Regions from separate parts of the Anser cygnoides genome. Here region 1 is linked to region 2. A link is a contact called in public Hi-C data. All regions are on one chromosome and are shown on one strand. The core of a region is the stretch at or near the end of the contact, and the rest is flanking DNA. Distances in the headings are between cores, read along the strand shown.

Region 1 (4,980 bases), core at 2,082-4,581, 310 kb after region 2:
GACCTGGGTGTGCGTTCTTGGAATGAGGCAGCTGGATCCCATCCCTGACTCTCACTGGCATTTTCTGTTGTGTGGAGGCATTGGCACCACGAAATGTCAGGTCTCAAAATGGAAATGGCCTGACATTGTTTAGGACCTATTCCAGGAAATGCCTCTTGGATAGAAGCACTCTCTTGCTGCCCCTTCTCCGTGACCGCGTGAGGAGAAGTATCTAAAATAGGTCATTGTTATGCACGGAGAGGGCCCTGTTCCCTACGCTCCCTTGGTTTCCAAGTAAACGAGCTTTGGAGGTAAGTTAGCAAAAGAGGCTGATTCATTAGCAGCAAGGGAAATCTGCGCATTGGAGGGGTGCCCAGCTGCCCAAAGGGATTTACGTAGTGACATGCTTCTCAAATCTTAACAGAACGAGCTGAGTGATACACATGCAGGCTTGAACTATATCACAATCACATGCTCGCTAGGCTCATTTCTTATCTCATGGATTTCTCTGGAGAGTATCAGTTGCTCCAGTCCCTCACAGGGTTTTAAAATTGTAAGGGAAGGAGTCACAGTGAGGTATCTTCTAATGTGAGAAAATTCTCTAGGTTTTCTTTTCCAAATTAGGTCACCTTGTAAGGCAATTCTGGATGGAGTTTGTCCCTGCAGTTATAGAGGCTGTAAATAACGTGTGTTACAACATGTTTGATGGGATTTCATTGCGCCATCATTAGTCTATCTGAATATCATATCCTAAATTAATAACAAATTAATTTTATCTGCTGAAAGACCCCAACTGTCACACTCCTGTCCGGAATGAGATCATTTTGGGCAGTTATTTACTCGCAGAGGGAACAGAGCCAATGCATTCTTCTGGCTTTGTTACTGAGGGTAGGCTCGTGCTCCGAGATGCACAAGATCCCTTTGTCGAATTGTCTAGAGCACGGGAGGAGAATTCAGTCTTTTTGGAGCATCTTCCGCCTCTTCGTTATGTGTCAAGTGGAGGTGCCAATTAGTACCAGTGATGAGACAGACACTCATCCACAAGATTAGAAACAGAAACCTGCAAACTGCTCTCGCAGAGGAGGCTGAGCAGCTGTCGGATTGTGAAGATCTCTGGCCCCTCCTGACCTGGGCCAGATTTGAACCATTGACCTAGAAGTGAAAAGCTTGAAATCTCTGCACAAGCTGTGCGGTAAGTAGGACTTGCAGAGCTGCACGCTCTCATTCCACATTCAGTTGCTGCCATCTAATGGCAGACTGGGAGTAGAAGGGCATCGTGCATTATAAATATCTTGTCCTTGGTTATCTAGTATGTGGGAGAACACGTGCAAATAGCTCTCCTCAGCTCCTGAGAGTGCCACATGGTGGCTTAGGCTGGCTTTATTCTTCTGCAGAGTAGTTCAACAGGGGCCTGTAGCACTGCAGGTCAAGTTAAGAGGTGTCCCAGGGCACAAAAAGAAGATCTTTGTGCTACATTCACTCTCCTACACTGGGTGATTTCTGTATATGAAACCTGAATGAAGTCTGTAGGGTTGTTCTGAAAGGTTGTAAACTGGCTTAACAACTGTCCAAGAACAGCAGTAGCTGCACGGCGGGTGCTTATGGCAAGGGAAGGTGAGGAGAGAAAGCAGGTAGGAGATGGCTCTCTTAATTTCTCTGAGTATTACTGCTGCTCAAAACATCTGTGCTTTAAATAGTTTAAAAAAAAAAAAGATAGGAGATAGAGACTGAAACTAAATTAACTTAGCTACCTGTAAATTACTGTGTGTGAAGGCTAGCATACCATAAAACTGACATCAAAACATACATAAAGGAAAAAAAAGCAAAGGAGGAGAGATGTCTCCTTCTCCCACCCACCCAACTCGAGGAAGTTCCTGCTGTGTTTTACATCTCTCAATCCCCAGATTTATAAGGCACTAAGCATATGTCGTGTATTGGTTTTGTACTGCCTGTTTCTATCTGCACACCAACCTCCAAATGATACTTTTAACCCATAATAGCTAACAGTGTTTCACAGTGCAGAAAGGTTAGGCTGAGCATTTCTTCATGCATCTCAGCTGTTGGATGTCCAGAAGCATGTCCTATGATGGGACTGCAGCCCAGTGTGCCATGGAGCAGTCACCAGCAGCTTTAATGCAGTGGTGACAAGGGACATTGCACAGCCTGGCCGTCACACTAAGTCTGTCGCTGGGGCTAACTGCATTGAAGTCATAAATCAAGCTTTATGGTTGAGAAATGTCTTCAGTAGTCCCTAGTCATCAAAGAAATGCCATTTTATAACAGGAAACTGGGTAAAAAACAAATGTCGTGTCTGGACAAAAGAGTGGAAAGAGCTGTAAAATTCCCCTCTGCTTGGCTGAAGGAATAGTTGTTGGAAATAAAGTCCAGGAGCAAAGCAACATGGAAGACAGGAAGGAAACTTATCTTCTTATTGCAGAAAAGTCTTTGTAAGCACTATGGAGAAATCAGAACAAGTGCAATGAGTCCCCTAACGCCTTTGACACTGCTGATATCACTTGTACCTCTGTGAGAGCAGAGAGAAGTAGCACACGTGAATTGCAGCTGAGTGAAGAAGAAAATCATTTTAGCGTGAAGCTGCTCAGCTTCATGCCACCGAGCACTTCCCAGGCTGCAGTGAGCAGCTGAACTGTTCCTATCTGGGAGCTCAGGGGCTCCTAGGTCACAGGAGCTCTGTTTGCAGTCAAGGTCCAGCAGCCGTTCCCTTGCGTCAAAGCCAGGGTGTATCTAAACACTGCCGCTGCGCTTCCAAGAAATGCAGTTCTGTGCTGCTGCTGAAAGACAGCCTTCTCAAATACGTACCCAGTGGTGATGCACTGGAGATTTGAGGTTGGTACACGAGGACACGGTGCATGTGCCAAACAGTTACATCCCTTTTTGTATATAGGATGAGGTGTGGCAGGGTGCTGGGAGTCCCTGTGCTAGCTGGTGGTTGGATCCAGGTGGGAGATCCCGCAGCTGGAGCCGTTACCAAAATGCCCTTGTCAATCAGTTTCCCCAGGGGGATTTCTGCTTGCTCTGTAGATATTTTTCTTTGAAGCTCAGGGGTAAAGTGATAGCAGAATACATTTTTAACAGGTCTAAAAACGTCTTGGCAAGGTCGCAGGTTTTTGATAGATGTCCCTTCCCTTCTTATTTCCCATAGGAAAACGCTGTCTTCTGGCCATTCTCAGGGAAGCACTGGTTGCAAAGGGATGACATAAAATTACACCAAGTGAGCTGAAATTTAAGCCTTGCTGTTACAGCAGTGACATTCAACAGTTAATGCGCACCCTCAACACGCAGCAGCTGCAGCGTTTCGTTACTGTCACTTACAAAAACCTTCAGCTCCCTTCAGTGTACCCTGCTTTGAGCCCAGAGCTTGCAGGCCCAAAGGCACCATTTTGTCAGTAGGAGCCCTTTAGCGTAGCGTGACACCTGAGAGACTTCAGCAGGATATAACATTGCTCTGGTACTGAGGTATGATTTAATATCCTTGATTGTTCTGGAAATTTGAGCTGCATGATTCAGGAGCCGTGCATGAGTACGGTTACTTCAGTGCGTAATGGGATTTATGTGCTCAGACGTGATGGATGCTGCAATCACATTTCTAACGTTGGTTCAGTAGGGGAGGGGGATGAAATCAAGTCTCTAGGAGTCTCGCTGTTGATTGCAGTGGAGGCGTTTGCACAAGAAGCTTGAAGTGAGAGATGTTGTAATGCCAAACTGGGGGGGGGGGGGGGGGGGGCAGGAAAAAACTGAAAATAGAGGAAAAGTCTTTCCTCAACTCCCAATTGCAGCCTCAGGTTTCTTTCTCCTGTGTTCAGGCGTTTTCACCCTTGCTGATAAGATCAGCCGGGGGTTCAGGCAGCCTGCAGGCTCGGGGGGCAGCAGCTCCACCTGGGGAGCGCTTCCCTGCGGGGCTCACGTCCCGAGGGGGCTCCGGGAGCCCTCCGACCCCCTTCCCCTCAAGCCCCGTCCCCTTCTGCCTTCCGTGGGCCAGGCAGGGCCGTATGACAGGCACCAACAACACAGCCCGGGGGTTGGAGCAGCGCGGCCCCCCCGCCCGCCTCACGCACGGCGCCGGGGCAGGCCCGGCGGCTGCCACTCAGGGCGCCGCGCCGCCTCCGAGCCGCCGGGGGCCGGACTCGAACCCGCGGCCGCCGCGCAGGGCGGGCTCGGCCCAGCCGTGGCGGGCGCCTCCCGCGGCCCTCTGAGGGCAGAGCCCCGGGCAGGGCGAGGAGCCGGTAAGCGACGGGAAGGAGACGGGGACGCACACACACACACAGGGGTTTCCTCCTCCTGTAGAGCGTGGTTTTAGGGTTGTCCATCCTTCCTTCTTCCCTCCTCCGCCGCCCAGCTGCGGCTGGGGCCTCCCAGCGGTTTCCTTCCGCTGCCCAGATGTTGGGTGAGGAAGGGGATGGGTCGGGGCCGGGGTTTGGGCAGCGGGGTTTGGTCCTGCGAATGGTGAACAGCGGGCAGGCAGCGTTAACCTCGGTGGGTGCTGGCGGGAGGCGATGGGGAACGATCCAGGCAGGCAGGATGAGGAATGGTGATGTGAAGAAGTGAGACCAGAGGAGAGGAGAGGAAAAGGGCGACTGGTAACAATTTTGCATGTTTATTTTTTCTCAGAGGATGCTGCTGGGGTCATGGCAGGTTCTCTGTAGGTAGGTGAGTCACATACTGCGTGCGTGTGTGTCAAAGGAGGTGCCAGAGGAAGTGAAAGTGTTCAGATCGGACGGAAGATTAGAGAATTACCCTCTTATTGGGGAGCGATTGGCAGCTGGCTCTGTTATGCTAGGTGTGAGTTACACCTTTTGCTGGACTGCAGGATGCCAGGGTGTGAACTGCTCCTAGTCAGATCCTAAAAAGGGTTGGGTTTTGCTGGGCTCCTCAGTTCTCATGACCCCCTTATGAGAACTGGTGGGTCCAGCATGCAGGCTGCCTGCAGCACCCGCCGCATCCTTTCAGGCATCCCCAGAGTAGGAGTCAGGATGCACGACG
Region 2 (5,236 bases), core at 893-3,392:
GCTGAGACACACTGTGAATGTTATCAAGAGGAATCACAAGAGAAAGTCCTTCATCAAGAGATTTGGCTGTCCTCAAAGCTCGTCCCTGTAATCAAGAAAAACAAAATCAAGTTGTAGAGAAACAGAGATATTGCAGTATTTTGTGAAAAAGGTTAGCAGACAAGCAATTTGCAGACCCTTGGGACTCCTACATTCAGACTCAAGGCACGCTCTCAAAACCCACTTGTAATCCTTCACTCTCTTTCTCCACATCTGACAGTTTGGTGCAGTACTTCTTACCCATGCAGCAGGACAATTAACACTGACTTAACTACACAAACACACATAGTTTATTATTACAAAGGTCTAAAATTATTGCTCTTCATCTCTTACCTTATTGTTCCTGAATGACTGCAAAAATTATGTTAGTTATAATCCTTTTTCCAAAGGCTTGTATAACTACTTGACTACTTAATTTTTTTCCTGCACAGTCACTGAAACAGGGAGTAGTTCCTTTTCCTCTTGTCGAGGTACGAAAGAAAGTGTTAGGTGAAAATTCACCTAAGTGAAGGTCTAATACCTCACTTCAAAACTGCCAAAATCATGCACGTTTGCAAGGGTAGGGTGTAAGAATTCCTTGTTTACTTTTATTACTTTTAAAATCTAAAACCAAGACAAAGTAACACTGAGAATAATTAACACCTTCACTTTTGCAACATGGAATATGAATTCCTTTAACGAAATTGTAACAGCACTAGAAATGAGGACCCTGTGTTATCTCAAGAAGGGAGATGAATGGAATGTGACTGTCTCATACAAGCCTCTTTCAATAACACTATATATAGCCTGTTTCCCCACCACCTCATAGGTTTTGGATCTTACCTCCCACCACACACATCCTACGTCTCTGTCACACTCTGTTCTATAGAAAGAACATCTGTGGCCCTGTGATTTCACTCTTCTGTTACATCCCAAGCATAAGCACCAGACTCTCCAGACATACTGCTCTCTTTTCATGGATGCAATATTAAAACTTTAGCATGACAATTTCAGCGCGTCTATACATGCCAAACCAGTTGAATGTCAATTCGGCTATGACATGTTAAAGCGGTGTATAAAGACTGACAGTACTTCACTTACTTCGTTGGTAAAAAGAAGGTAGAAAGACAGAAGAAATGTCACAAGTCCCATCAACATGCCTCCAGAGGTCTCGCTGAGCCTCTCCAGGAACCCCGGTTTGGCCTCACTTGTGATTTTAACATGCTCTTTTTTGCTGCTTGTGTCAGAGAACTGTTGGAGATAAACCAAAAATGCAGTATCGGTGTGAAAGGGGAAGGCATTCTGTTCCAAAATGAGTTTTGTAGTTTTGTTAAAACTGTTACTCTGCAAAGTAGTACCTCCTGCCTTGGGCCTAAACTTGCCCACTCTTATTAAATACCAGGTCATGCTTTTGATACGAGAAATGCAGTCAATAAGCAAACTTAAACCTGATGGAGAAAACAATTGCTTTAACAGTTGTTCAGCCCATCCCTCCAGGCCTCCTTCAGTCAGTCCCAGCGTTCCCAACTTGGTGCCCACGCCCCGCACTCGGGCCATGAGAAATTGAGTAATGCTCCCAGATTCCACACCAGCTACAACACAGCTATAAATAACACGTTACGCTTTACTTCGCCAGTGGCAAGCGCCAGCATACTTTAAAATAAACGCTGCTCGGGCACCAAAGAGGGCTATCAACACAAATCTGGCATCGCCCCCCTCGCTGGTGCGGCGTTAAAGGATGACAGCGGGGGTTACACCCCCTGCGGTGCGGGGGCTGCAGGGGCTGGCCGCGAACCACCCCGGGGCAGCCGAAGAAGCCCCCAGAGCGAGAAGGGGCGGCGGCAGGGCCAAACTTACGTTCCTCGACATCTTGGGGCCGTTCCCCCAGCGGGCAGCACCCCGGGACGAGCCGTAGGAACCGCCGCGAGCACCGCGCTCCGCCCGACCCCGCCTCAGGCAGACCCCGCCTCACGCCTCTCCTCAGCCACCGCCGCGGTGCATGCCGGGACGCGTAGTCCCAACCACCAGCCACCGCACGGCGGGCAAGAAAATGGCGTCCCCCCCTTCGCGCGAAGCGCTCTGGGAGATGTAGTCCTGAGTGGATTGGTCGCTCCGTTCCCGCCGCGGCGAGGAGGCGCCTCAGCGGCGGGCGGCCGCTTCCGGAGGCGGGAGTGTGTGTGAGGGGGGAGCCGCGCGCCGCCGCCCGTTGCCGTGGTGTGCGCGGCGCCGCCATGTCCTACTGCAGGCAAGAAGGTGCGCCGGGCTCCGGCCGGGCCGCCGGGAGGCGAGGCGGGGCGGGGTGAGGCGGGCAGGGCCCGAGTGCCGGGGAGGGAAAGCGGCCACTGAGTGGGGGGGCAGGCCTGGGCTGCTGCAGGGGTCCTGGGGCTGCTGAGGCTTGGCCGCCTCCTGCCCCGGGGGTTGGTTTTTTGGTGCTTTTTTTTCTTTCCCGTTTGATAACGTGACTGGTTTTACGCTAGAAAGAAGCGTTTTCTAGTTTTAAAAGCTGTTTTTCTCTAGTTCAGGAAGCTGGTGATGCACGCTGAATGCTGTTTGAATGCTGTGATGAGGCAGCCTTAAGTTACAGTCCTCTTTGCTTCATGGTTTTAACCTGATTTAACAATATTCTGGATCATAAGATCAATAAATTGACTTATGGCATCCTACAAAATTACAGTTAGAGTAATAGGGGTTAGAGTTCATGTGTTTCTAGTTTCCTATAAGAAATCCTGAGGTGTTCTGTGGTGTAAAGCGTGCTGGAGTACAACGCAGAATTGACAGAAAAAAAAAAAAAAGACAATCGTTTTCTTCCTAAAAAGAACTTGGGTTTATTTGCTTCTGAGACACGTTTGAATGTGTGAGACATGTCTGAATGCAAAGCCAAGGGAATCACTGAGCAGCTGCTGGTTGAGGTCACATTGAGATGCAAGGAGCGACTAATTTCTAATACGCTGCGTCCTTGTAGTGACCTTCCTGCCTCTGAACATTTTTTATAGTTTCACAGAGTTGTTGGGAAACTCTGCCCTGGTTTCCAGCCAAGCCTCCTTTTTCCCCTTCAGAACCTCTTTGTTAAATCAGGAGTGGCACCGGAGCAGGAAGCACACCCTGGTGCTTTTCTGCCCTTGGTAACGTGTGCAGCACGGTTCGGTGTAGTTGGTTCAACACCGTTAAGGTATTCTTCAGTATTTAATTCACATAATAACTGCAAAACATGGCACTGGTCCCTAATGGAGACTGCTGATCTTAATGAGTATCCTACTGAACGGTTGCCTGTAGTTCTGTATAGTTTTGCTTTCACTGCTCCTTTTTTGTCTAAACCCCTTCAGCTGAGCAAGTCCTTATAGGAGAGTAGTAGCTTGAGCTTGTTTCAAAACAACTTTTTAACTTCACAGTTCAATGAACTGTGCTGTGATCTGCAGCCATTACGGTTTGTTGCTGCGAAAACTGGAACTGTAGAGGAAAAGAATTTCAGGTAGCTTCTGTATATTCTGACAAATAAATGGGCGATCTGTTATTATGTATGCTAACACTATTTAAATGAGTGCTTTAAAAGAACACTTCCCAAACTATTTCATGTTCTCCACCTCCTTTCTTGGGTTGCTTGCACCCAGCTCGTGTCACCACACTGTGTTGGTCCCCGCCTCCATTAGGGTGGGGAGGGGGATGCTGGTGTTTTAAAAATAAATAAATAAATAAATAAATAAATTAAAATTCTTTGAGGAATGTTAAATGCTGTCACAGCTCAGGAATAACGTGCAATCTTCTACTGCTTCTGTGAGTCCTGACAGTTGATTCTCGTCTCCTCCAGAAATAAGTACCTGTTTTATCTTGTTTCTCTTTAGTGAGGACTTGTTGCAATCTCTGTAGACATTTGTTTGCATTGCCTAACTGTGCTTTATGCAAATGTTTATTGTAAATCAATTTAATTGGTTATGTCTTTTTCTTTTCTTGTTGACTAATGAGAATAATCTCCTACAGGTACATGAGCGTGGTACAAAGAGGACAGGCTCAGTTTCTTTCACCATTTTTCTAGATAAATTACTACCTAATCTTTTTTAACTTCCACTGATTTTATTGTAGGTCTTATTTCGAGGTCTTTTTATATAGTTTTTATCACCTTCCCTGTGAATACTTTCCAGATTGTTTTTCTATGTTTGTTCCTGTGAACCAACAACTTGTAATTGAAGGTGATAAATAAGTACAGTAGAATTAATTCACTATTACCACCAGAGCATCATGTTGAATATCTCATCATCTCGTGCTGTTCAGCAGCTTTGTAAATGACTCATTCTGTCTCAGCTTTCTCTGAACTTTTGCTTTTTGTCTCCTATGCGACAGGAAAAGACAAAATTATATTTGTGACCAAGGAGGACCATGAAACACCAAGCAGTGCTGAACTGGTTGCAGATGACCCAGATGACCCTTATGAAGAACAAGGTCAGTAGTAAGCAGGCTAGAAGTAGGAAGTGACATGTGACATATATGGTAATCTGACAATCCCCAAAAAAGAACAAAACCACCAAATTTTGTATGAAGTAGGAGCAAACTATTGATTCATTTTTACAGACTGATAGCAGGGCAACTGATTCGTTAAATAAGCAATCTATTTAGTAAATTTAGAAATCTGTTCAGTAAATAAACACACAAACTCTTGTCAGTCCTAAGTTCCAAATTAGGACAGTGCAAATGACATGCTTTCCAAATGGCGGGCTTTTTTTTCCTTAATTTGTCACAATCTTTCAAAGTGACCTGTTCAAATACATCACTTGATGGCTTATGATTTCGGATAGTATATCCGAAGAGATATCCAGGAAAAAAAAGTCTTTCTTGTATTAACATAGTTAGGGCTTAAAAAGTGTAAATTCTTGTTGTTATCCTATATGTTTATCACTTATCCTATATGGTACAAGTGGCAATGTAATCAGTAGATGTGAAATGTTTTTATTTCATGACAGGTAAGTTCAAATCACTAGTTTTCAGGTGTAACCATCTTGTCTTGAGAAGAGGTGAGTTCAAGTTTTCAATGAAGATTATAGATCTTACAGAAAGTACATCGAACCTGCAAATGAATTAGTTCAGGAGACTTAAAAAATCAGAATATTTCTGAGACTGACTCTTAATATTTTGGTTATATAGGGCGTATTTTAGGTTGTTTCTAATGGGTGAATGAAATACCTTGTTCCTATCATGATGATTAACAAAATTTTGCCCTAGGTTAACA

The links. A called contact is a pair of places that touch in the nucleus more often than the background predicts.
Region 1: a contact with region 2 is called in a Hi-C map of liver, with 2.3 times the contacts expected there. The contact joins the promoter of SLC41A3 here to the promoter of CHCHD4 in region 2. A contact is called at or near these places in 4 of 7 Hi-C or Micro-C datasets (granulosa cells and liver).

Annotation. Positions count from the first base shown.
Region 1 is chr10:13,044,159-13,049,138 of Taihu_goose_T2T_genome, forward strand. SLC41A3 (solute carrier family 41 member 3) reads left to right here and starts at 3,332. Exons shown (of 11, transcript XM_067003004.1): 1 at 3,332-3,456.
Region 2 is chr10:12,738,121-12,743,356 of Taihu_goose_T2T_genome, forward strand. It overlaps CHCHD4 (coiled-coil-helix-coiled-coil-helix domain containing 4), which reads left to right and starts at 2,143. Exons shown (of 3, transcript XM_048070984.2): 1 at 2,143-2,271; 2 at 4,354-4,452. The coding sequence starts at 2,250. TMEM43 (transmembrane protein 43) reads right to left here and starts at 2,031. Exons shown (of 12, transcript XM_048070330.2): 1 at 1,876-2,031; 2 at 1,120-1,269; 3 at 1-85. The coding sequence starts at 1,887.